Regions from separate parts of the Mus musculus genome. Here region 1 is linked to region 2. Evidence: chromatin contacts called from public Hi-C data. All regions are on one chromosome and are shown on one strand. The core of a region is the stretch at or near the end of the contact, and the rest is flanking DNA. Distances in the headings are between cores, read along the strand shown.

Region 1 (5,077 bases), core at 909-3,408, 180 kb before region 2:
GAAGTCATTACTAGAAAGTCTTGGCTGCTCCTGAGCCATCCAGGGCACAGAAGAGAAGGAGATGAAGGGATGGCACTGACACTTCCTTCTCGGCCCCTCTCCTGTTCTGTCTTGTTTGTTCTAATAGTCAGGGCCTGCCTTTTCTTGCAGCCCTCTGCATGAAATCATTTTTCTATCTTATTAGCATACCTTAATTAATAGAAGTATGTTTGTGCATCTCCTAGGTCAGATCAACTCCCCGGGTAAAGGTTTTGGAGGCTGTCACTAACTGTCTGGTTACTTCTCTATTAACTTGAAGAAGAATCTTATTTTAAAAAAAGTATCAATAATTATGACTTGGTATGATCTTGAATACAAATTTGTTTTTTTTTTTTTTTTAATTGGTCCTGGACTCCTCTTGTTCGTTTCTCGGGAAAAGGCTTGTGAAGAATTTCTCAAATTTAGGGATTCTTTTTTGAAGTCTAATTTTACTTATTTGCCTATTTTTGAACTCCTAAAGAAATGCAACATATTGGCTATCCTCACATTTTTGGAAGCAAGAGCTCTGAACTGTTTTCTCCAAAGTTGGCCCTCATTAATCCTTCTTACTCTCAGCCACTGCTTAATATTTCCACAAAGCAGTTCAAGGTGAGTTGTCTGCCAGTGGGAGACAGTTAGTGTGGCACATCTGCTTGTGCCACCATTGTTGCTTGATTTAGCCAAAGATTTATTTAGAAAAAACAAATATAATATAGCAGGAACAGTCACAGTTGCCAACCGTGACGGCAGTGCTGTTAAGGTGACATTTTGGTAACAGAGACTTTGATACTATTAGTTTATGTTATGTTGCTATTATTATTATTATTATTATTATTTATATTATTATTATTTTATTTTATTTTTTTATATTATTAGTTTATTTTATATTCCTGCTTTGATCTCAAATCAGTGGGCCTTTTTATTTAAAAAGAAAGAGAACGAGACTTCGATATAAAGTAGGAGAGGGGTGACTGCAAATAGTTTGCTGTACAGAATTCAGGTCTCCCTATCTTTGTATGCACGAGTGGCAAGGCTTCATCAGGACATCATACCCCACCTAACTGGAATTAAAATTACATCCGCTTCTTGTTACGTACAGCAGCCAGAACAAGTGTCTTCCAAAATCTTCTCGTCCCCTGCCTCCATGGGTCATTGCTCTTCTTTCTCTGTCCGCCAACAGCTCACCATACCAGAGGCCCCTCAGATTCCGCAGCGGAGAATGACACCGGGTCACAGTCAGACTCCTGTGACAATGACATTTTCTGGGAGAGTTCTGCACAGCTGTGTCACTATTAACTTTTAATGAACATCCTTTCTTCCTTTGAATTTTGGCGAGTTAAATGGACATGCCATTTTTACTTTCATCCCTACTTTATGTGACACACTATATAGTAATTATGGGTGCTAAGGTAGTTTGGGATGCCTAACTTGGGTGTTCCAAAACTAATAGCATAATTTTGCCCATAGTTACACACAAATGTAATATAAGATTTTTTTTTAAAGTCTGGGGCTGAAAATACATTTTAACTTATAATACACCAAAAGGCAAAGAGATGTATCTAGGCCTGAATTTGGGCCCCACTGTTCATTTCAGGGACCGCGGCTCTATGGAGAACTCAATGGAAGGCGTGCCCAATGGTTCCTGGGACAATGAGTGGAACAGAGGCTCCGTGGCGGTCATTTTGGAGCATTATTCATTCCTGGTCTCCACAATAGCTGGAATCTGATAATTTAGCATTAAGCCTCTTTTCAACTATATGGAACTGTAATAAGGTGATTTAGCCAATGTGCCTGTCCATTGTCCCAGAGATTCTGTGATCTATTATGCTGCAATGTGTAAAAAGAAAGGAAAAAAAAAAAAGAAAAGAAGAAAAAGAAAATGAAAGAAAGAAAAATCTAGGGGTAAACATAAACCAATTAATTACCAGAAACATTAGAAGATGCTTTGAGAGAGCTGTTATTTATTGGCATTTTTTTATGAATCAATATAGATATAAGAATTGACTGCCAAAGCCTCTGGGTACACTCACATAATGAAAGTCCAATTAATATCCCCAAGCACAGTGCACGGCCGGCATCAGGGAGCTGCAAGGACAGTCACTGGCTTCTGCAGCCAACATTGACAGCTGCAGGGCCCTGATAGAAAACAGCCTCAAAGGCCCAATCCCCTCCCCCAGCCCAGCCTCAACTGCACGGGAGCTTCATATCTTGCCTGTACTGAAGCAAGGGCTGCAGGAACAGATGGGACACCAGAAGCAACCCGTGGCTATTTGTGATGTCACCAAATGAAGCATTCTGGGGTGCTGTTGGGTGGCAAAAAAAATCAAAAGGAAGGATGAGGGAGCATCGTTAGGAAAACTAGGTGACAAGGTAAGACAAGGTGACAAGGTGACAAGGTAACAAGGTAAGACAGTAGGTTAGCAAACCTTCCGTCAGGCGCTAAAAAGAGGCCATGCAACCTTCCATCCAGATGTGCTTACATTTCCACTTATTTTGTGTGGATTAAGAAGGAGATTGACTTGATCATTCCATAAAAATGATTTACCTAAATAAGAGATAGAAGAGATTTACCTAAAATAGCCAATTCTTATAGTGACTGAATAGGACAGACGGTGGAAACAAAACATAATTTTCTTCGTCTTCAAATAGGCCATTGATGATATAATTATACTCTTAGTGAGCAAAACCTCCAAGGAGACATGTGGTATTAAATTCCCTGTAAATTCTAGGAAAGTCATTTTCAAGAAATGATGTTATTATGCGGAAGTGGGAGATACTCAAGGCAGCTTGGAGCCTTGCTTAGGGTCAGTGATAGAAGTCAGAGGTGAGGTTCCATTCTTATCCTTCCAAGATTTCTGAAGGCTAGAGAATCCATTTGAGGAAATCATGGAAATAATATGTGTCTATTTGGTTTTGAGTTAATAATTATTGCCTTCTACACATCTTTCCTCAATTACAGGGTCCCACATCTTTTATGGGGGCACTTCTCATATGCTGCATTTGTTCTAACCTATGTTTCCTCTCTCTAGAGTGGAGAGCTCTTTCATTGTTGTATCTTTACTACCTAGCATAATACCTGGAAAGCAGTAGCCATCAGTAATGTCTATTTAAGTAGGATAGATAGATAGATAGATAGATAGATAGATAGATAGATAGATAGATAGATAGACAGCTGGATGCATGGATGGATGCACAGATGGATGCATGCATGGATGGATGGATGCATGGATGGATGGATGCATGGATGGATGGATGCATGGATGGATAGCAAAAGCCTTATTTTAGCTACCTGTATAATTTAGCAATCATCAGCTTAACTTAAAATTTTTCCTTGGCTTTTGAGAAGCAGAATATATTGAGTTTAACTATTTCTGCATTTAATTTGGCAAAAATACTCTAGTTGTTACTAATAAGAAGCAAAAAGAATGATAAGTAACTCTGATAAATGAAGGAGAATTATAATTAGGTAAAAGCTAATGGGGAGGTGAAAAGGCACTCACTGAACATGTTTATTCATTTATTTTGTTATCAGTTCTTAGGAATTTCTTCTGCAGACAACATGGTAACACCCATCCTGAATTTCTCTAAGCAAAGAAGAGTCCTCCTGGTAGATAAGTTTGTTTCAATGCTTCAGTAACATTTGTGGGTGGCTTCCAAATTAGTACCACTTCACCAAATAGGAACTAGGCCACTAGATGTGTTCTGTGTGTACTAAATGTGAAGAAGGTTATCAGTGGGATTTGGCTTTTGTAACGGGGAGAATTGAAAACCCTGGAGAAATAACACAGAATTCTTGCAGATATTTTCAAGATAGGGCAGTGTCTCCAGTGGTCTGGGGAGGGTGATGCTAAGAACCTACTTTGGGAGCAGGGTCAAAAAGGCTTGATGAACAAAGCTGAGGGGATAGATGTGTAAGTAGAAAGCAGATGTGGAAACATTATAAAGCAGACCCCAGATGGTGAAATGCATCCCTGTAAACCACATCTGGGCTGGAGCATCTTAGAGATGCTCCAGGAGTGTGCTGGAGGTGTGTACAGCACGTTTTCTATTAAATGACTGTATTACATTTGTTGGAGACAAAGACAGGACTTTGGAAGTAACTTTGTTACTAAGTAACATTGGAAGAAAGTTACCAGAGGAGCATTTCCCAGCTCTGCACAGAAGTATAAGAAAGTTAAATAACCCAGAAGCATTACCTCATTCATTACTCAGAGTTCTCACTCGAGTGCAGAATACTGGGGGAACCACTCGGAAGAGTACACTCATTGAGCAAGGGTAACACGACAGGGTTCCCAAGACCACACGATGCTGACAAGAATCAACGCTCAACGTAGTATAAATCAGCACATCGTTCTCAATATGCTTCCGAGTAATCTCCACATCTCATGATTAAATTAGCTTAGCAATACCAGATATCTCATACTCTGTGTGGCAGCATGATATTTGAAACTGCATTTTAAACCTAATCTTTGTAAGCACTCTATAAACTACTATCATTCCTAATAATTTTTTTTGTTTTGAAATTCTTTTAGGCTTATTGAAGTTATGAATTGATTCCTGATTACCCTACAACCCACTCCCCTATTATTAACAGCTTATATGAGAGTAACATTTATTATTACTTATGAAGTGTTGTTGACACACAATTCTCAAGTCTGTATTTTATACATATTTCTTTAGTTTTCACTTAATGCCCCTTTCCAACCTATCTTGCCTACTGTCCTATGTTCTCTTGTCATTGTCATGTCTTCTGAGGTTTCTCTTGGTTGAGGTAGTTTCTCCATCTTTGTTTTTGAAGACCTTGAACGTTCTGAGAAGCCAGTTGCGGTGTTTTTCAGACTGCTCTGTAGTTGGGTTTTCTTGTGACTGTGTTGTGTGGTCTTGAAGGCCCCAGAGACATCTACCATTCTATCTTGTGTCCAGGTGCTCTATTAATATATTAATTAACCTTGAACACATAACTGAGACAGTTCTTGTCAGGATCCCCTACTGAAAAAATTGTCCCTGAACCACACACTACGGTTTCTGGAAGGAAGCCCTCGTGCACAGCCCATTAAAA
Region 2 (5,322 bases), core at 946-3,445:
CCTAGACCACATGATCGTGTTTTAACTTGAGATAATTACTAATTTGATTCTCTAACCTCCCAACTAGCCCATAGATTCTTCCCCACTGAAGATGGTAGAGGGCAGTGAGTGTTAAGCTACTCTTCGCACATCCTGTCTCACTAGTACAGCTTCCGTGCAGCTCTCTCATTGGCCGTCTCGTTGATTCGTCACCTTTACCCGTGATGCTTTGCAGACGGAAACCAGCACTTGTGGTCTGTTGCTTGTGGTCCCAACGATGTGTTAGTAGCTGAAAACAGTGAACAGATGGGAAGTTCTGATGTGCTTTGGATCTCTTTGGGGATAATGTCAATTTATTTTTAAAATATATGAAGTCTACTTATTTTTAACCTTATAATTTGTTTTTCAGAGACAGGGTCTTACTATGTAACTGGCCCAACAAACTATGTAGACCAGGCTGGCCTCATACAGGAATCTATCTGCTCTGCTTCTGGAGTGCTAGGGCTAAAGGTGTATGCTACCACACCCAGCCTTACTTACAAGCTTTAAGCCAAACCATTTATTTTTCCCAAGTGACTAGCTTTAATAACTATGGAAAGGAATGATATATGGAAGGAACATTGTTGGTTTTCAATTCTCTAAAAATAAACAAATGGCCAAATGCATTAGATGTATTTCTGTCTGTTGCTGAGGACTGAACCCATGGCTTCATGCATGCTACCCAGTCGGTGTAGCTCTAAGCAGTTCTCCAGCCCCAGCATCTCACTACTGGGTGTTAATTGTTTGTGTAAGCTGGTAGGTAGCTCATTATTATCTTTCTTTTAAATTGTTTTGTCTTTCCTAAGGGAATGGATGCTTTTCATCCCATTTCTCCATGGATAGGATATTTAAGATAACGCCCTTTCTGCAATGTAAACAGATGCCCCAGACTGTAAAAGATATGTTAGGATATGGTCAGTGACAACTATGGAGGGAAACGGCACATGTACAACCAGCCCTAACACAGTGTTAAAGCCTTATATTAGAATGGGAGGGAAGTGATGTGGACCCTGCAGGGTGGTCTCATTAGGTGGATGCAAAAAGAGGGCCAGGAAGAATATACCAGATGAAGGGAATCAAGCACTTTAAAGATGAAATTGGAGTTTGTCTGACGTCAGAGTAAGGACATTTCAGTAATGAAAGCCATATGGGTACAGAGCATGGAGACCTGCAATTAGCAAAACAAGGGGGAGGAGCCTTAGAAGGTAAGAGCTGGGCCAACACCTGGAAGTAGGGCTTTGAGGTGAGGGGTTTCCAGCAAGTCTTTCTGGTTCATCTGGTTCGCTGAAATGGGAGAGAGTGGGCAAAAGGTCCTGCTGGAATAAGGACAATAAGGACTTTGTCATTCAAATGAGAGCAGGGTTAGCTATAGAGGATTGGGAATCGCAGACAATGAGTAGTAGAATTTAGCAAAGTGGAGCTGGTTGAGTTTGCCCTGGGGTTACAGGCAGGAAGGAACCAGGAGGTGGGCCTCATGGAAGGATTTTCTTAGGCAGTGATAGTACCAAAGGGTCCCACAGTAGAGAAAGAGCCATCCACTTTAGAGAGAGGCACCACAAAACTTCTCTTACATAGACAATGGAACTGGTCCCCAAAGACAAAAGGATGGACCTTTGATGGTTCCAGATATATGGAGTCTGAAGTCAGTTAGGACACCCTGTGGCTGATGGGACAAGCGGTGGTGGTGGTCAGGCATCCCTGGGCTCTGATGCCGGGTGGAAGATTAATTTTGATCCTTCCTTATGAGGTGGAGCTCAGGTAGTGTTTGAATATTCCCTTTTTATTTTGCTTCTCAGTGTTACTTCAGAACAGCGTCAAGCATACTAGGTCCTCATTTATTTTTTTATATTAACTTTTTTTTTTTGAGGGAGAAAATTCTTCAAGGATGAAAGTTCTGTGGGATGTTTCTTTTTCCAGTTTGAGAGAGAGAGAGAGAGAGAGAGAGAGAGAGAGAGAGAGAGAGGTGTTTGCAATATCTTTTCAATTTAATTTTATTATTTGCTGTTGTGTTTAAAGAAGCAGAAGCTACTCTGAAATTTAGGTGTGAATTTTGGAGAAGACATGAACAGTTTCATAAAAAAATGAAACAAAATGTGCCCAACCACTGAGTGCACCCCGGGGAGTAAACCCTGCCCTCAGGTCCCTGATTCACCCTGTTAGTAGCAGCCAGTGAGGCTCAGTTTACTGGCACAGCCTCCTCTGCCCTTCCTCTCCGTGTGAGTCCCAACCTTAGCAGGCAAAGGCTCAGAAGCCTTGGGATGAAGCTACATCATCCCACAGTTGAGCCAGCTAATGCCTAAGTACAAACAGTAGCCGGCAGTAAGTGGGTGTGGCCCTGCAGCTTCCTGGAGTGTCTTACAGGGGTTTGTCTTTGTTTGTAGATGTCTGGGTCCTGCAAATGGACTCCCGTCTTTGTTCAGTATGCAACTTTGACTACGTAATTTTCTTTGAGTTAAAAAAATAAACCAGTGGAAGGCTTGCTAGTTAAAGATCACACACACACACACACACACACACACACACACACACAGCCTTCAGAAGCAAATGTTTGTGGGCATAACCAGACTCCACAACATTTTTTTCTTTAAACTCTCTTTAGCCCTTGTCATCTTAAGATGTGCCTTATGCCTTACCACTTCCCTGGGAAATACGACTCACAGGAGCAAATTACGTTTCTGAGAGAGTCCAGGAGGATCCTAGTTAAGTAGATTAGGGTCTGGCATTCCTTTTAGCTTCATCAGTCATTTACAGCAGAGGATGGACACTGTAGCCGTCTGCGACTTGCCAATTAGCTGGGCTTTCCCCGCTGTTTCTGGTTTGGCAGGGATGAGGTGGTTCACCCTGCTGCACTGCTGCCTGCCAAGGACACATGGCCAGCTCCCTGCTTCCTGTCTTCCTCTTTGTGTCCTGGCCTTGCCTTCCAGACAGCTGCCAGGTTATGGTTGCCAAAAACCTTCCTTCCTTCAGAAAGGTCAAGTAACCTCAAATCACCTTTGCCAATATTTGTGTTTTCTTTTTAATCCTTCTGTGCTCAAGTTGGAGAAAACTGTAGCACTGAGTGGAACTTAGGGTCACCTCGGATCTCTTGGATCTGAACCTGAAGCATCCCTGAGCCAGTCCGGATGGTGCTTCTAGTACAGTTCTGTTCACAGCTCTGTGAAGTGCGATCGAGTTCAGGAGGGTTCAGTGTGGATCTGAGTGCTGCTGCTTTTTAGGATTCTCAGTTCACTTGTGATCTTTGGCCAAAGCCTGATGCATTGCATGGCAGGAAGAGAAGAATGTGGAGATAGGTTTTGGCTAAAGGCTTACTTTTTTTTTTTTCTTCAAAGAACTTGATAGTTGCAAACCTGTCTTTGCTTTCCTGTTTGGTGTCTGTGAATAAGAGTTAGCAGCCTGTCCATGGCCTGGGGACAGCGAGTGAATTAGCAGGAGCTTGCAGGATGGAAGTACCACTTCCTTGGCCCTGGCATGGCTGTAGGAAACACAGTCGCTGGGACTGAGGTTCAAGATCAGTGTGAATAAGTGTTTTGAATGACACTCACCACTCACCAAATGCATGCACTGAACAGGCCATGGTTACAGAATGGGACAAGCAAGATTTCTTGTTCCTGGGCAGCATATGGTCACATATAGACCTGTCCTCTCTAGTTCATCTCTTCGAATTACTTCATGCTCATCTTTCATCAAAGGACACGGCCACTAGTAGATAACACTTTTTAGAAGATTGAAGGTCTAGAACATTAATAATGAGATATTACCTTTAAGTAATTTTCTGCTTTAAGGTCTATGTTTTTATGAAGTGTTTTCTATGACACATGGGAACCACCACAACCATTGTCTATATTCTGATGTCCATTTTAGATGGGAAATTTTATGTCTCTTTCATTGTTTCTTCCTTCCTTCCTTCCTTTCTTCCTTTCTTCCTTCCTTCCTCTCTCTCTCTCTTTCTCTCTCTCTCTCTCTCTCTCTCTCTCTCTCTCTCTCTCTCTCTTTCTTTCTTTCTTTCTTTCTTTCTTCCTTTCTGTACTAGAGATTGAATTTGGGGCTTACTGCATGCTAGGAGAGTGCTCTACCACTGAGCTCTGCCAGCGCCTCTAATACTTTATAAGGCAAAGAGAGCTACCTACTGATTCTTATGGTGTTTGCTGACTGACAGAGGGGAGGGCTGTGTCCTGCCCAAAGACTCAGAGAAAGTTCAGCATGGTCCTGAGATTTTTTTTTTTCTTCCTGGCATTTCATGTAAAATTGGACACGTGATCTTTCTCCTAAGCGCAAGCCTAAGGTTCTAGTATGTGTTTTGGACTTGCAGTGAGAGTAACTTAGCATAAGCCACCTCTTTGTCTTGCATTGCAGTAGCCTTTGCAGAGTTGGGCCCAGGTCACCCTTGCAGTTTTACAATTTCTTTTCTTGACATCTAAACTCTGCTAAAAAGTTGCAGCCTCAGGGACACCTGCCTTTCTGATGTAACTAACAAACACTGCTAACTTAGAACACATGTTCTTCAGAGTTCACCTATAGCCTTGAGTCCCGCATTTGCAAGCTCAGCATCTTTCATTGAAGACAGCCTAATTTTCTTAAATTCCCTATTTTGCCTCTCCTTGAACTATTGTCTTTTGTAACAGTAATAAGGAAATGTGGTTATGGGTTTAATTGCCACGAGGCAATTGTCCCCTAGAGGACTCAGTAGAATTTTCCACTCTATATCTGAGGGCTGGGCTCCATCAAGATGATCATTCATAAATAACTCAATTAGAGTAATAACAACAATGCATTTATTTTTATGACAACTTTGCCTCGGAGAGGTCCTATCAAGTCATTGTTCTAATACCCCACTAGAATGGGATAAATATACATTTCGAAAGTTTTTCTATAGCTCCTTTGAAGTAGAGAAGTGAGGCAGAAAGTGTCCTTGATGTCCCTGAGGTCACAACGTTTCTAGGGCCAGGACAAGGAAGAATGCAGGTGAGGTCTCATGTCACTGCAGGGTCTCAAGCCAGACAGGAAAGGAGCAAGGCCCAGCATCCTCTTAGAATTGCAGATGATGCTGGAGAAGGTGCTTGCAAAGCCCCAAAGGCCTTGTTGCTGTCTTCATCCCCTCCTACAAGAGAGCTCTGTGTGGTTGTCTAGCTGGCCCTTAATCTGGAGAAAGGGTTTTGCACATTTTCTGATTGACTAGATCCAAGCTACCTGTTGTGTTCTTCAGTAATATAGGACTAATTGAAAGTTTACATTTGTATTTCTCAATTTTAAAACCTCCTATGAGATTGATAACCAAGTTTGAGCAGATTAGGAAGTCAAAGATTC

The links. Hi-C and Micro-C count contacts between places; a contact is called where the count stands out from the background.
Region 1: a contact with region 2 is called in a Hi-C map of cerebellum, with 2.2 times the contacts expected there. The contact joins two enhancer-like sites. A contact is called at or near these places in 1 of 15 datasets of contacts at CTCF or cohesin (the NIH/3T3 cell line) and 7 of 484 Hi-C or Micro-C datasets (the HL-1 cell line, cerebellar granule neurons, cerebellum and 2 more).

What each region holds. Positions count from the first base shown.
Region 1 is chr4:82,581,837-82,586,913 of GRCm38.p6, reverse strand. It overlaps Gm11267 (a long non-coding RNA gene), which reads left to right. Exons shown (of 2, transcript XR_003955228.1): 2 at 1-5,077. Among named protein-coding and RNA genes, the nearest start is that of Gm11267, 3.9 kb to the left of the region's middle. Within about 2 kb of position 2,158, at least 14 of the 459 cell types and tissues checked have an H3K27ac peak or open chromatin away from gene starts, as enhancers often do. A contact at or near this core is called in cerebellum, where this site is marked.
Region 2 is chr4:82,397,719-82,403,040 of GRCm38.p6, reverse strand. The region is part of intron 2 of Nfib (nuclear factor I/B); the gene reads left to right. Among named protein-coding and RNA genes, the nearest start is that of Nfib, 110 kb to the left of the region's middle. Within about 2 kb of position 2,195, at least 153 of the 459 cell types and tissues checked have an H3K27ac peak or open chromatin away from gene starts, as enhancers often do. A contact at or near this core is called in cerebellum, where this site is marked.